Linked DNA regions of Anas platyrhynchos: region 2 is linked to region 1. Evidence: chromatin contacts called from public Hi-C data. All regions are on one chromosome and are shown on one strand. Each heading gives the region's core, a stretch centred on a gene start, on an enhancer-like site or on the middle of the called end of the contact. The rest is flanking DNA. Distances are from core to core; before and after follow the strand shown. Region 1 holds the start of CLBA1 (clathrin binding box of aftiphilin containing 1). Region 2 holds the start of PLD4 (phospholipase D family member 4).

What was found. A called contact is a pair of places that touch in the nucleus more often than the background predicts.
Region 2: a contact with region 1 is called in a Hi-C map of F5 follicle, with 2.6 times the contacts expected there. The contact joins the promoter of PLD4 here to the promoter of CLBA1 in region 1. A contact is called at or near these places in 5 of 8 Hi-C or Micro-C datasets (F5 follicle, liver, skeletal muscle and 2 more).

What each region holds. Positions count from the first base shown.
Region 1 is chr5:8,922,394-8,928,665 of IASCAAS_PekinDuck_T2T, forward strand. CLBA1 (clathrin binding box of aftiphilin containing 1) reads right to left here and starts at 2,706. Exons shown (of 7, transcript XM_013105119.5): 1 at 2,569-2,706; 2 at 299-413; 3 at 1-11. LOC119717018 (a long non-coding RNA gene) reads left to right here and starts at 2,557. Exons shown (of 2, transcript XR_005265949.2): 1 at 2,557-2,695; 2 at 2,784-3,857.
Region 2 is chr5:9,065,933-9,071,902 of IASCAAS_PekinDuck_T2T, forward strand. PLD4 (phospholipase D family member 4) reads right to left here and starts at 2,930. Exons shown (of 11, transcript XM_021275836.4): 1 at 2,811-2,930; 2 at 516-688. The coding sequence starts at 518.

The DNA.
Region 1 (6,272 bases), core at 1,456-3,955:
AAGATATTAGCCTGAAATGAAAGAATTGTAAATAAATACTTCTGTGATAAGGGCTGTGTAGGAACGAGAAAAGAGAGTCGATAAGGTAGTAGAAAGAATGCTCAAGTTAAAATAAACACGTTCCAGTATTATGCAACTGAAAAATCACAGCACTTCAGTATACATTTCAAATAATTTTGCCCACATCACAAGAAAACCGTGAAATTAATAACAACATTTGCAAAATATTTAACAGAAGTTGTTGGATCTTAACTGAGTACTTACTGCATACACACAGCAGACAAGAAGAAATACTTACAGCCAATATCCAACGTTATAACAGTTTCACCCAGCTTGGACTGCTTGCAGACAGGGCTCTTTTTGTTTGCCTGGGCTTTCGCAGTCCGAAAGATTACCGAAGAGGCAAATGTGACCTGCAGCAACACAGGAACCAGCAGCTCAATGCTGTGAAAAGCAATAGTGCCTCCAACTATTTAAGCAATTAAGAGTGATTTAATAAGATCAATTTGGCATCTGTGAACTACATATGCGACGCTGCCTTTGTCGTTTCAGATCCATCTCAACTCCTCAAGCATCCTTCCCACCGAGGGGTTGCTTTTGGCAGGCGTGGGGGCGTTCAGAGCTGCAGTAACACCACGTTTTATAGAGACCGGTCACTATGAGACATTCTCAGCAGAGAAACAGAACAAATCTTGATTTTTTTTTTCTTTTTTTCTTTTTTTTTCCCTCAGAGCTTACCCCGATGGAGCAGCCAGGCACTACCCCCGGCGCACACCCACCTGGGCTGGGGACAGCTCCAAGGGACCGGGGGGGCTCTGGGGAGGCCGGACCGGGCACCGGGAGCCCCTCACAGCCCCTCACAGCCCCCCAGGACCCTCCAATCTCCCCGGGGGCTCCGTGAGGCCGGCGTTTCACCCCCGAGCAGAGGCACCCCCGGAGCGCCTCCAGCCCCACGAGTGGCTCCGAGGGGCAGCGGCGGAGGCGGGGGGGGGGTGTCCGCAGCCTCCCTCCAGGCTCCCCCCGGGGCACACCGAGCCCAGCCCGGCTCCCCCAGCAGCCGAGCTCGCCTCAGCCCCCAGCCCCTGGCCTCCAGGCCCGTGTCGGGCAGGGGGGAGCAGCCTTACCCCGCCGATCCAGCGGCCCGGGCCCAGGAGGGAGGTGGCCGCAGGTCGCTATGGGCGGGACGAGGTGTGCCTGCCTGGCGGCGGCCTGCCTCCCCTGCCCGACCTCCTCCCGGCACATCTGCGCCTTCCCCTTCACCACCTCCTCCTCAGCTTTCTCGGCTGTTGCCCTGGTGAAGTCCCCGCTCCTCCATAGTTCGGTGTCGGGAGGAAACGCTTCGCGCTGAGGGCGCAGAGGAGCTGTGGGTGCCCCATCCCTGGAGGTGCTCAAGGCCAGGCTGGATGGGGCTTTGGGCAGCCTGGGCTGTGGAAGGTGGCCCTGCACATGGCAGGGGTTGGAACTGGATCATCTTTAAGGTCCCTTCCAGCCCAAACCACTCTGTGATCCTCTCCCACTTCTCTGGATCAACAGGTCCTTCTCTCATCCACTGTCTGTGCCCCGGGGCCTCTGCTGTTCCCATGGCCTTCACCTTCGTCTCCCTGGGTCAGGGAGTGGAAGTCAACTCCCACCCTCCAGAAAGAGCCAGGAGATCGATTTTAAACTCATGGCATGAAAGAAAAAAAAAAAAAAAAAAAAAAAAAAAGTATTCATATTTTCTCGTTTCTGTAATCTGGCAAGCTAGGGACGTGCTGGTTGATGGTGGCGATTCATGCTTGTTCTTAATTTGAGAGCAGCTAACGTTCTCACATAATCACAAAATTCCAGGACACAGACTGAACAAAAAAGCAAAAAAGAACAACAACAACAAGAAAAAAGCCTCAATCCACCCAGTAATATAACCCCATGATAAAACGCTAGGAACAAGCCAGCTGCAGCCTCTCCGGATCTTTTTCTCTCTCCCTCATTTTGCCCTGTGAGGGACTAGGTTGTCCCCTTTCTCCTGTCTTTACTGAGGCTGGGACTCGACCCCCTGGCTGTGTCAGATAAAGCTGGAAGCTGTGGGTCCCTGGGGACAGGCCACCCCCCCAGCCTGAGGGGACTGTCCCTTCTCGTCCATCTCTTGAGAGTGGCAGAAGGGCTGGAGGCAGCGTGCCCGAGGCTGTGCTCCACATCTGCGAGGCAGAGGGAAGAGCACAAAGAACACTCCTCAGCCTCCCCTCAGGGTGTTGGCAGTAACTCCCTGTCCTCGGGGCTGGGTTTAAACTCTGGGCAGTCCCAAGCAACAAAGGACAGTTGTAAAAGCAAGGAAAAAGGTTTTCTGGAGCAAGGCCCAAAATAAAAAGCATTTTCTAGGCATTACAGTACATATGTTTTTCAGCCCAGGCACAGATACGTGCGCTCCCCTCCCACACATCTGACTCTCATTTCAGGCTGTAGTGTTTTATCTGAGGGCGAGAGGCTGACTTTGGGAACAACGCCCAGACGCAGAGCCAAAAGAACTTTATTGGCAGGTCTCTGAAAGATTTTGTTTGTTTGTTTTCTTTCTGCTTTGGAGCCATTTCTTACCCTCCATGGCCATCCCGTGGCAGCCTGCAGCTCCGAGGAAACCTGACCAGCTCAGCGAGACTGTGATTCAGTCCCAAAGCTTCTGACTTGTTAGCTTCTTAGGATAGCGTCATCATCCTGCACTGCAGTAAGTTTGTGCTTCAGGGACCTCTGTGGTTCCGGCGGCCCTCTTAAGTTTTGAAGGGAGCTCATTTTTATTTTATTTTTTTTTTCAGTGCCAAGATTGTTTTGCACAGCTTTACATTTTCACTCCTCAAAGCAAAAGGCAGCAGACAGACAGTGCAAAGGCTGAGACACTCCCCTCATACCACGCATTGCATCCGGAGGGGAAGGGACGCGTGGGTTTTGCAAACCCGAGTCTGCCCTGCCAAATTCAAGCTGCCTTTACAGTTGGGTAAGCAGAGCCGTGGAAGAGCTGGTGAGAGTCAGGAGCTGCCCCAGGTCTCAGAAACCCCACTGTAAGAGCAGGAACACACCTTAAAATTCTACCTGGGAAATCACCAGTTGCTAACTGAGGCCGTACAGGAGAAGCAATGGTGCCCCAGAGCCCACGCTGCACCACCTGCTGGACGCACCTACTAATGCCTCGCTCTCGGGCAAAGGCAGCTAAAAACTCACAAAATCACCCCAAGAAATATCTCCTCTGGGTATTTAGGGCAGGTTTTAAAATCAGAGGGAATCAGCGTGAGGTAAAGTGGATTCCACCTGACCCATCTGAATTAGCATCTCTTGACTCAGCCCAGCTGAGAGACAATGCTGTGAGTGCAGCAGCTGCGAATCCATGTTTTAAATGACACCCTCTTCTAGGCCAAAAATTTAAATGGAAAGCAGTATCACAGCTGGATTAACAGTTTTTTCCCTCAGATTTCTGAACTGGGGACAAAATTCCTGTTATTTGTTTGGTGTGTAAGTCTTGTGACTTTGTCTGGCATAAAACAGGGTTTGGGATTTACCCTGTAATTCCTGCTTTAGTTCTGTAATTTCTTTCTGAACTATCACTTCTATTGAAAATGAATAAATAAATAAATAAATCCAGTCTTTATGTAAAGAATCAGTCTGCAAAAAGCTTCAAGCATGGACTATATTTATATATTTATACACTTCAATGTATACAAGTAGTAGAGCAGAACCTCACTACTCACTGATACAAATGACTGATCTAACTGAACACTAACCGGCAGCTTCTATTGCTGCTCCTGCCACCATTCCTCCTGGAAAATTGTTTGAGTTCAGTACATATACTCTAGAATTATTCTTTTTCATTTTGTCTTTCAGGGGAAAAAAAAGAAAAGGGAAAACCAAAACAAAACCACCTAATTTGCAATAAAGAAGCTCAATAGAATAGCTGAAAAATATTTACCTTCACAGAAAATCAGTACCACACCACTGTAATATGAATTTTCACTCATTTGTGGAGTGATCTGGTCCTGAATTATTGGATTATGTGGTTCCCTGTAAACAACTAAGGTGATATTGATGACTGCTTTGTTCATTCATTTTCCCTCCTGGTAAAAACAAAACAAATAATAGCTTTGTATTTTCAGTATTTCTTTTTCTTCCTTTAATTGAAACATTAAACAAAATTAACTTGCTATTTAAATGATGAACATTTTCTTTATATTAAATATTGGATATTTAATATAAATAAATATTATTTTCTTGAAAAAAAAAAGAATATGTTACATTTATCTACACTGGCTTAAAATGACATTCAGCAAGTAAAAAGAAAGGTCAATTTTGGGTGACTCAAAACCAACTTTTCAGTAAATAAGCTGTCTTTTCAGAAGATGAGTAATAATCTTTTCTCAGTGTAAATACCCAGGTTTTCAGATGTTTAGGACATCAGCAGTCATTTCAACAGCAGAATGGAGTGCTCATTTTTTTGAAAAACAAAACAAAATAAAACAAACAAACAAAAAAACAACAAAAAATTGCAGAGGTCGTCTCTAAACATTGGTTTAATTGATCAGCTGTGGCTCAAATTTGACAGTACGGTTCATAATTCCACTAAACTTCCTCCTGGCACAACAATGTTGAGATACCTTCCAGCTTCACATTGCTGTTGGTGTCACAGTGCAGATATTTCAAAATATCAGTAAAATCCTTTGTCTTTTTCCTGATTGAGAAATGAGGATGGCAGTGCTTCAGGGCAGACACTTCTCCCCATTGCAAGGTGTGTCTGGATTTCCTGCAACCCCTATGAAATATTTGCTCTGTGGCACCTCTAGCAGTTAGTATTTTGGCTAAAGGATCAACCAGTGTATTTTCAACAGCAGGTGGCAGCTCTCCCTTGTGTCTCTTGCATGCAGGCAACAATATTGATGCTTCTGTGCGAGGCAAGTCATCCCCTCTACACACTACATTAAAGAGGTATTGGAGCACCTGCTTTATGTGCTGACCACGGAAAAGCCATTTCACAGGACCCCTCCACTGTCTGTCTGTAGAAAGGCCTACTTACAAAAAAGTCAACATCCTTTGCCAGGAGATGTAAGATGTATTTTAGGTCCCTCTCGTCTTCCCTGGGGTGTGGAAGATACACACATGAGATGGATGTGCCCTGGGTTCAGTGGCTGTCCTCAGCAATTCTGTCCAGCCCAGAAGTGTCATTTCAAAACAAAGCTCACATTTACTTCTGTGGATAGTCTGTTCTGTGGAAAATCACTCTGGTTTTCAGAGTGATTTTAAAAAGCCCAAACTAAATGACTTTTGGGGAAAGGCAGTGAAGTGCCATTTCACTCTGGTGGTTCATGGAAACACCATCTTCCAAAGCTATATGTGGGCTGCACTCCTTGAAGAACCCCCAGCATGTTACCTAACACATGTGCCAAAAGGAGACTCGAACCTTTCAGAGCTCCTGCAACATCCTGAGGTGGTTCTTGTGCTATATATAAAGGGCCAGGTGCTAGAGGCACCTTCCTATTTGCCAACTCTTTGCCACCACTCCATCATCCAGTGACACTTCTAGATTGAAATCCTTTCCTGTCCTCAGCTGTTTTCCCTTCTGTTGGCAATCCCACTTGCTGAACCCCTCATTTCTTTTATCAGATTTTCTTTTCTACTCCCCGTTTGCCAACTGTTCTCTCTTCTGCCTTTAGCGTCCTTAAAACTCAGGGAGCTACAGCTTGGGGCCCTAAGGAAGAGGTGGCACTCATGAATTCTTGCTATATGGGGCAAAATGTCTCCTGAGTAGCAGAATAATTTGGTGGCAGAAGCAGGAGGCTGCTAACCTCATGCCTGCTCTTGGTATGGCAAGCAACAGTCCATAAATTTCAGGAGATTAAAGGTGGTCTTGAGGTCCCATTGCACTTCACCGAGAGCGTGGCAGGCACGCACCTTGTAAGCAAGCACAACATGTCAGCAGCTGCTCATGTGGGTTTTATCACCCTGCTGCAAAACCAGGAGAACTGTCAGTGCTTTGGCATTGCTCCAGGGCTGCTATTCCTGGATCCCACAGAAGACCCCTCCGAGGTCGCACTGTGAGATAGCTTTTTGGCCTCCTCCCCACCACGACTGGCAGCGGCACCCTCTGTGTGCCTGCTCCTGTTTCCAACGCAGTAAGGGTGCTGCTCTTCCGTACTTGTTTCTTGGTGAGGGGGGACACAAGGCTTCTGATGGAATTAGTTTTGAGCCCAGCTCTGCAGGGAAGTGATAAATATCACCAGGCAGCTCGGGAGGGCTGGCACACCATTAAAAGCAGTCCCCTG
Region 2 (5,970 bases), core at 1,680-4,179, 140 kb after region 1:
GGTCATGAGAAATGTACTAAAATATATAGGGACAGAGCGGGGGGAAGGGCACCACTTTGAGATTCATTTCAGCAAGAAAGAAAACATCACAGGCAAGCAGAATTTTAATAATGATATTGTAGCAGGTCAGTAATTAGCTATGGCTTCCTCTAGCTTTCAGTGCTTCACCGGTTGCCAATTTCAATGACTAAAGTTCATCCAAGAGTAATAAATGCAAGCACTTAGCATTGCTTCACAGACTGGATCACAAGCTAATACCCCAATCTACACAGTACACACAGGAGGCTGTTTATTGCATCGGGTTGCTTTCTCCCTGCACCCCAAAATAATACTTGTTACTTCTTTTCTCCCTCAGGGTCAAACTGTTTCAGATCTTGGATTTCAAATACAAGGGTGAGACTTTTCAGGCTAGAAAATCTTCCCCACAAGATGTTTAAAGGGTCTCAAATGAACTAAGTGCATTTACCTCTCCATTACTACTCCCAGCACCCTCAAAAGCTCGTCAGTGTACTTACCATCCTGGGAGACCTCCTGTGTGGATGTGCTTCTGTAGTCTGATGTTACTCCCAACTACACAGAGAGGAGATGGTGCACACGCTTTTCACCAGTAGATTTATTTCAGGTTCTTCTGTTTTCTTCCTCCTCCTGCTGAGTACTTCCTCTTAAGCACCGAGTTCCACAATGAATACTACAGAGACAAGTTGCCATCTAGCTGTTGCTACTCAATTCTTAGGTTCCAGAACCTGATCTCCACCTATCTGGCATAACTTCCCACAATTCAGACTCTGTTGAATGACTAAATTCTCATGGTGTTCACTGATGTAAGTTTATTGCCTAGCTCAGCACAAGAGGACACTGCTTGAAAGAATTACTCAGCTTTTGGTGCTGTTTGTGCCTGGGACATGGCAATATTCTCACTGCTTCATTGTCAGCCCATCAGAAACTTCATTTCAAACTTAGGAGCAAACCCTTCAATGCCACCTCTCTACCTAGCTCCTCTTGCTTATCAAACTCTTCTGCTCAGTTGACCTTGGATATATGTAAAAGAGCAAGCTAGCTCCTTTGAAATAATACATCTTAGAGCTTTCATAAATAAAATGTATCTGGAATTTGATGAGAAATTGTTGAAGGTGAAGGTTATGTGCAATGTTGAGTTTGAGGCAGCTTCTAAGAAATCATGTCTCCTGCAAAAATCCAAAGGTTTTACGAAGTCAATACTACCCAGGTAGCCACTTTGCTGTAATTCTCCAGGCAGTCCCTCGATCCTGTTGAAATGAATAATGCAGTTCCCTGCTTTGGCATCTGAGGGAGGTCGCTCTACAGTGACTGTAGATGGAAAAAATAGGAGCCAGAGGATAGGTCAGGTATAGCAGAAAGAGGCCTTTCTCTGGGAAGATAATGGTATTATGAATCTTCTGCTTTCCCTGGGACCAACAGAGCAGTTACTAAAAGGAGGCCAAATGTGATAAAAAAGGTCATGGAGTTGATATGAAGCCTGTGTGACCAGACAGCTCACTCCTGAATGTACTGCTCTACACAGATTACCCATCACTGGGAACATCTTAAGTCTCCATTAAATCTGGGCTGGGTCCAGGTGAAGGCTACTCCCACCCCTTTAGCCTCAAGTTACCAGAAAGCTGCAGACAGGATCCTGCATGACCTAGCCTTTGTCTGCACTCAGAGAGAAGAGGCAACTCCAGTGAGCAGCCATGCTAAAGGTCCAAATTGCTCTGGAAGTGCCCCTGTTCCTCCACTGACTTCAGAGGCTGAGCATCCAAATTACACATCGCAGCAGCCAAGTGTGTGATGGGTTCAAGTCAGCGATGCACGTGTGAGCAAGCTTAGCAATAAGCTGCCTCGCTCTGTTTGTACACTGGACTGAAATTCTGGCATAAACTATGCTGACGTAAATAACCAAAGCTCCCATGGATTTCATGGGCTTCAGGATTTCACCTCACAAGAAGCAGCATATTTGTATGAAGTTCAGGACTTTTCTCTGGTCGCTTCCAGCTTTAACGCTAAGGTAGTGCTACATCGTACTTCTTCATGACTGTATTAATACATCCTGGATGTATTAAAGAAAAGTCTGGAAGCAGGAGCTAACAACAACCTCCTGGCTCCACGCAGCTAAGGAGTCATTGCTCCAGTATCACCAGTTTAGTTCAGACTAAGAGAGGCTGGACTGTATCACAGGACCAGCAACACTCCAGCAGCACAAGCTCAACCTCCGCACACACGCTGCTCTCCTCTGCAGATCTCCCCCATGATTTAAGACCTATTCTTTAAACTTGGAAGCACACAGCACAGTCTCAAGCCAGGGTTCTCTGAAATGACTTCTGCTGTGCCAGAGGTTGTGAGCAGTCAACTTGAGGTGGTACAAAGATGCTGGTTTCCAGAGACTGCTGTTCCCAAAGGATGCTTCCAGAAAATTGAATCATTTTTCTCCTCCCCCTTGGCAGCTCTCTAAGCACTTACAGCTCTGATTTATCTCCTCATCCTCCCCCTTTCCAGCCTGCAAAGGGCTGTTTTCCCTCTGCTTATCTGATCCCACACAGCAGCCCAGCATCAATCACACATTTCTGCCCTTACCAGCAGTGTTGTAGTGGTGAGCGTCTAAGGATGGAAGTGGGTTTGTGGGGGAAGGAAAATGATTTGTGTGACCCACTTACACATTGGGGAGGGGAAGACTGGCAAATTTCAGGGCAAACAAAAATCTGCTTTCTTCCTCCACTTCTGTTTCTCAGAGGAGGCTCCTTCTGCCAGCTGCTGACTTGCTGCCTTCCCCCACGCAGAGTAAATAAATCTCTCACCTTACAGTTGGATGCCACTCTCCAGTTAGCACACTCTCTTTACAGCCATGCTCGGTCTCCAGTTTGTTAGAAACGTGTATTACAAGACAGAGTGAAAGATCTTTATATGTGGGAGGTTTGCTGAGAAGAAACTGTCGGTTTAACATGTTCTCGTCTCGGAGAGCTAAGAATAGACAGGAGCGTCACTATCACTGCAGAGATTACTACAGAATTACACTTTCATTTTCATGAGGACCAAGCTGCCGGGCTCCGGACGCCAACAGCCAGCAGCAGGATGGCAAGCACAAACAGCCAGAGGCCTTACGCTCGAGAAGGAAAATGCTCGATCTATACTTTGTGCCAAAAGACTGTGACGCTCAAAGTAGCTGAAAGAAAATGTCATTTCAGGTCAAGAACGGGGAACTGATTCAGCTGACAAGCCTAGAGAAAATTTCTGTTTAAATCAAAGTTTGGCTTTCTGTTTGAAAATGTTTTTAAAGATTTACTCACTTTCAACTGTTTTAAAAGTTCAATAAATACATTGAAGTATGAACCTTAGACTTAGAACATTTCATACGTGACGTATTTGGAATATGTTTTTTGTTGCTGTTGTTGTTTTTTAATCTAAAACTCAGTGCTAGTTAGCTGTATTTTGATTGGAAGAGCTTATTAAAAAAAAAAAAAAAAAAAAAAAAGAAGGAAATCAGTGATTTGCATAGCTCTATGTTTGCTCTTTCAGAGAGGACTTTCCTGTCTCAGTTTTGTCACTTCTCCTTCATGGCACATACCCTGCAGTTGCACCTAGGAAATATGACCTACAAGGATTAGGAACAACTTCAGTGTGTTCTGTCTTTCTGTGACCCGTGGGTGTCACTTTTATTTTTCCCTTTCCTTTTGCTCCTACAAGTCGGTTGTTGACACATGTAATAGAGTTACTGCTGACTAAGCCTTTTCTGGCACTAATTCTTTTGGCAAGTACGGTATTTTTAGTGATTTTACTTAAGAGGAGGAAAAAAATAACAACAAAAAAAACAGGGAAGAATCCTAGTGCGTATTATTTTCTGATATACATAGATTTTTTGGTTTCCTTGGTCATCCCTCATCATTCAGAGATCTAAGCAGCGGATGCACTAGCAGACTACACCTAGGTAACTGCACCTGGCATGCTTCTGTCTCTGCAGGACAGCACCCAAATTGCTGCAGCCCTCCCAAGGAAAACACCACAGTCCCCCAGCCAACCTGCCCACTGCTGCCCCAAGCCAACCCCACCTAACCAGGAGGGGCTGAGGCCAGCAGCCTTGCCCATTTGGTCCACAAAAGCCCCTGCTGAAGCAGCATGGCCCTCCCACACCATGGTGGGAGGCTTGAGGGTCTGGTGGTAGACTTTCACATCAAGTCTTTACATCACAACCTGTCTCTGGTTGCTCAACAAACTTCAACCCTAACAAAGGGTCCTGAAAACCTCGCTCCTAGAAAGACTTTTTGGTATTCCTTTCTATGCACACATGGAAAAGTCAAACTCTGTATTTCCCAGCAGAGATTAGGAGGTTAAAAGACCCAAGCAGGATTTCAGCTGAACACGCAGCGGGAAGATGCGCAGAGATCGGCACATTTGCCTTCTATCACTTATTTTTAAATTGTGCCAGATAGCAGCTTTCATCATGATGCAAATGTTTGGCCACAGTTCCACTACCTCTGATTTCTGTTCAGTCAGCGTTCACAAACTGGTGAAGTGGATGCACTATTGATTTCCAAAGAGCACTTTGCATAGCATCCAAACACAAATACCACCCCATCCTGTTGGGGAAGCCTGCAGAGAGGTAATACTATGTGCAACTCAGGACTGTGGTTTAGAGAACAGGGAAACCTTCTCTGCTGACACAGCAGACAGACTTAAATAGAAAAGCTTGAGAAAGCTTCTTATAAGGCAGATTTTTATTTTTATTTAAATAACCCCCTTTCCTAAAACTCTTAACTCTAAGTACAAAGGTGTCATTAATGTTCAAGGATCTTATGCAAAAGTCTTCAGGGAATGGGAAGTCACTCAGTGAGCCTGGTTCGGTCCTAAATTTTTTTTATTCCTTTCTCTGCACTTTAGTTCTTGTTGGAAACCATGCAATGTTCTTGTACTATTGTTGCTATTGTACTATTGTGCTATTGTACTTCCTAGAGAAGCTGTGCTAACACAGAGGATGTGGAGCCAAAGTCCAGCTCAGCACCGAGCAGGGCAGGTGAAGCTGCAGGCACCTGAAGGCTGTGCAGAAGGAAAGAAGGAATTAATACTGTTTCTAAAGTGCCAAGAAAGATGCAAAGGTCAGACAAAACTCCAGGAAGAATAGAAGACAATGATGTAGTGAAAGAAAAAAAAAATCATAATTCATTTACATTCATAATAAATGTAAAAATCCAACATACAAAAAATGAGGGCAAAAGAGTGAGTACAAGTAGTTTTCTATGATCACCTGCTGGGGCATGATCATACCCAGGCTGGATTTAACGTTTTAAAACACCACTGTTAATCATGGCAATGAGATAAAACAGTAGCAAAATTAAATTACATATCACCATACAGAAGTAAGAGGTAAGACCACCCTCAGGTGACGGGGACTTGCAGACTTCAATCCCAGAGCAGGGCAGAGGGGACTCCTGTACTGCTAGAGAGGGACTTGCCCCAGCCACAGGTGGCACCAGAAGGGATCCAGCTGCACTGTTATGTCTTCAGTTGCTGGCAAGTCTTTCGTTACGCTGTGCTTATTAACACCAAAGTAAACAGGTAGTTGGAAAATTTAGTCCACTGAGCACTTACTCTCAACAAATTAACACACAAAATTCCAGAATCGTATTGTCACATGATATAAGAATGATTTATTAGAGCAACTTTATGATAAAATTATATAAAATAACAATTTATTTTATTTTTTAAAGACGTCCACAATATCACCTTGGAACAAAATGTACAGATACTGCCTATAATCCAAACAAAAATAAATTACCATTAAAAAAAGCAGAAAAAAAAAATCAAGGTAGGAGAAACAAATCAAAATTATACACAGCATTTCCAGAGGGTGTGGAAAAGAGAAAGTCATTAATCAGTTCAAGTTATACAAATGTGTTTCAGCTTTACTCTCAAACAGCTCAGCTTGCATTTGTGTTGCATGCAAATGGAATGATCCAGTGAACA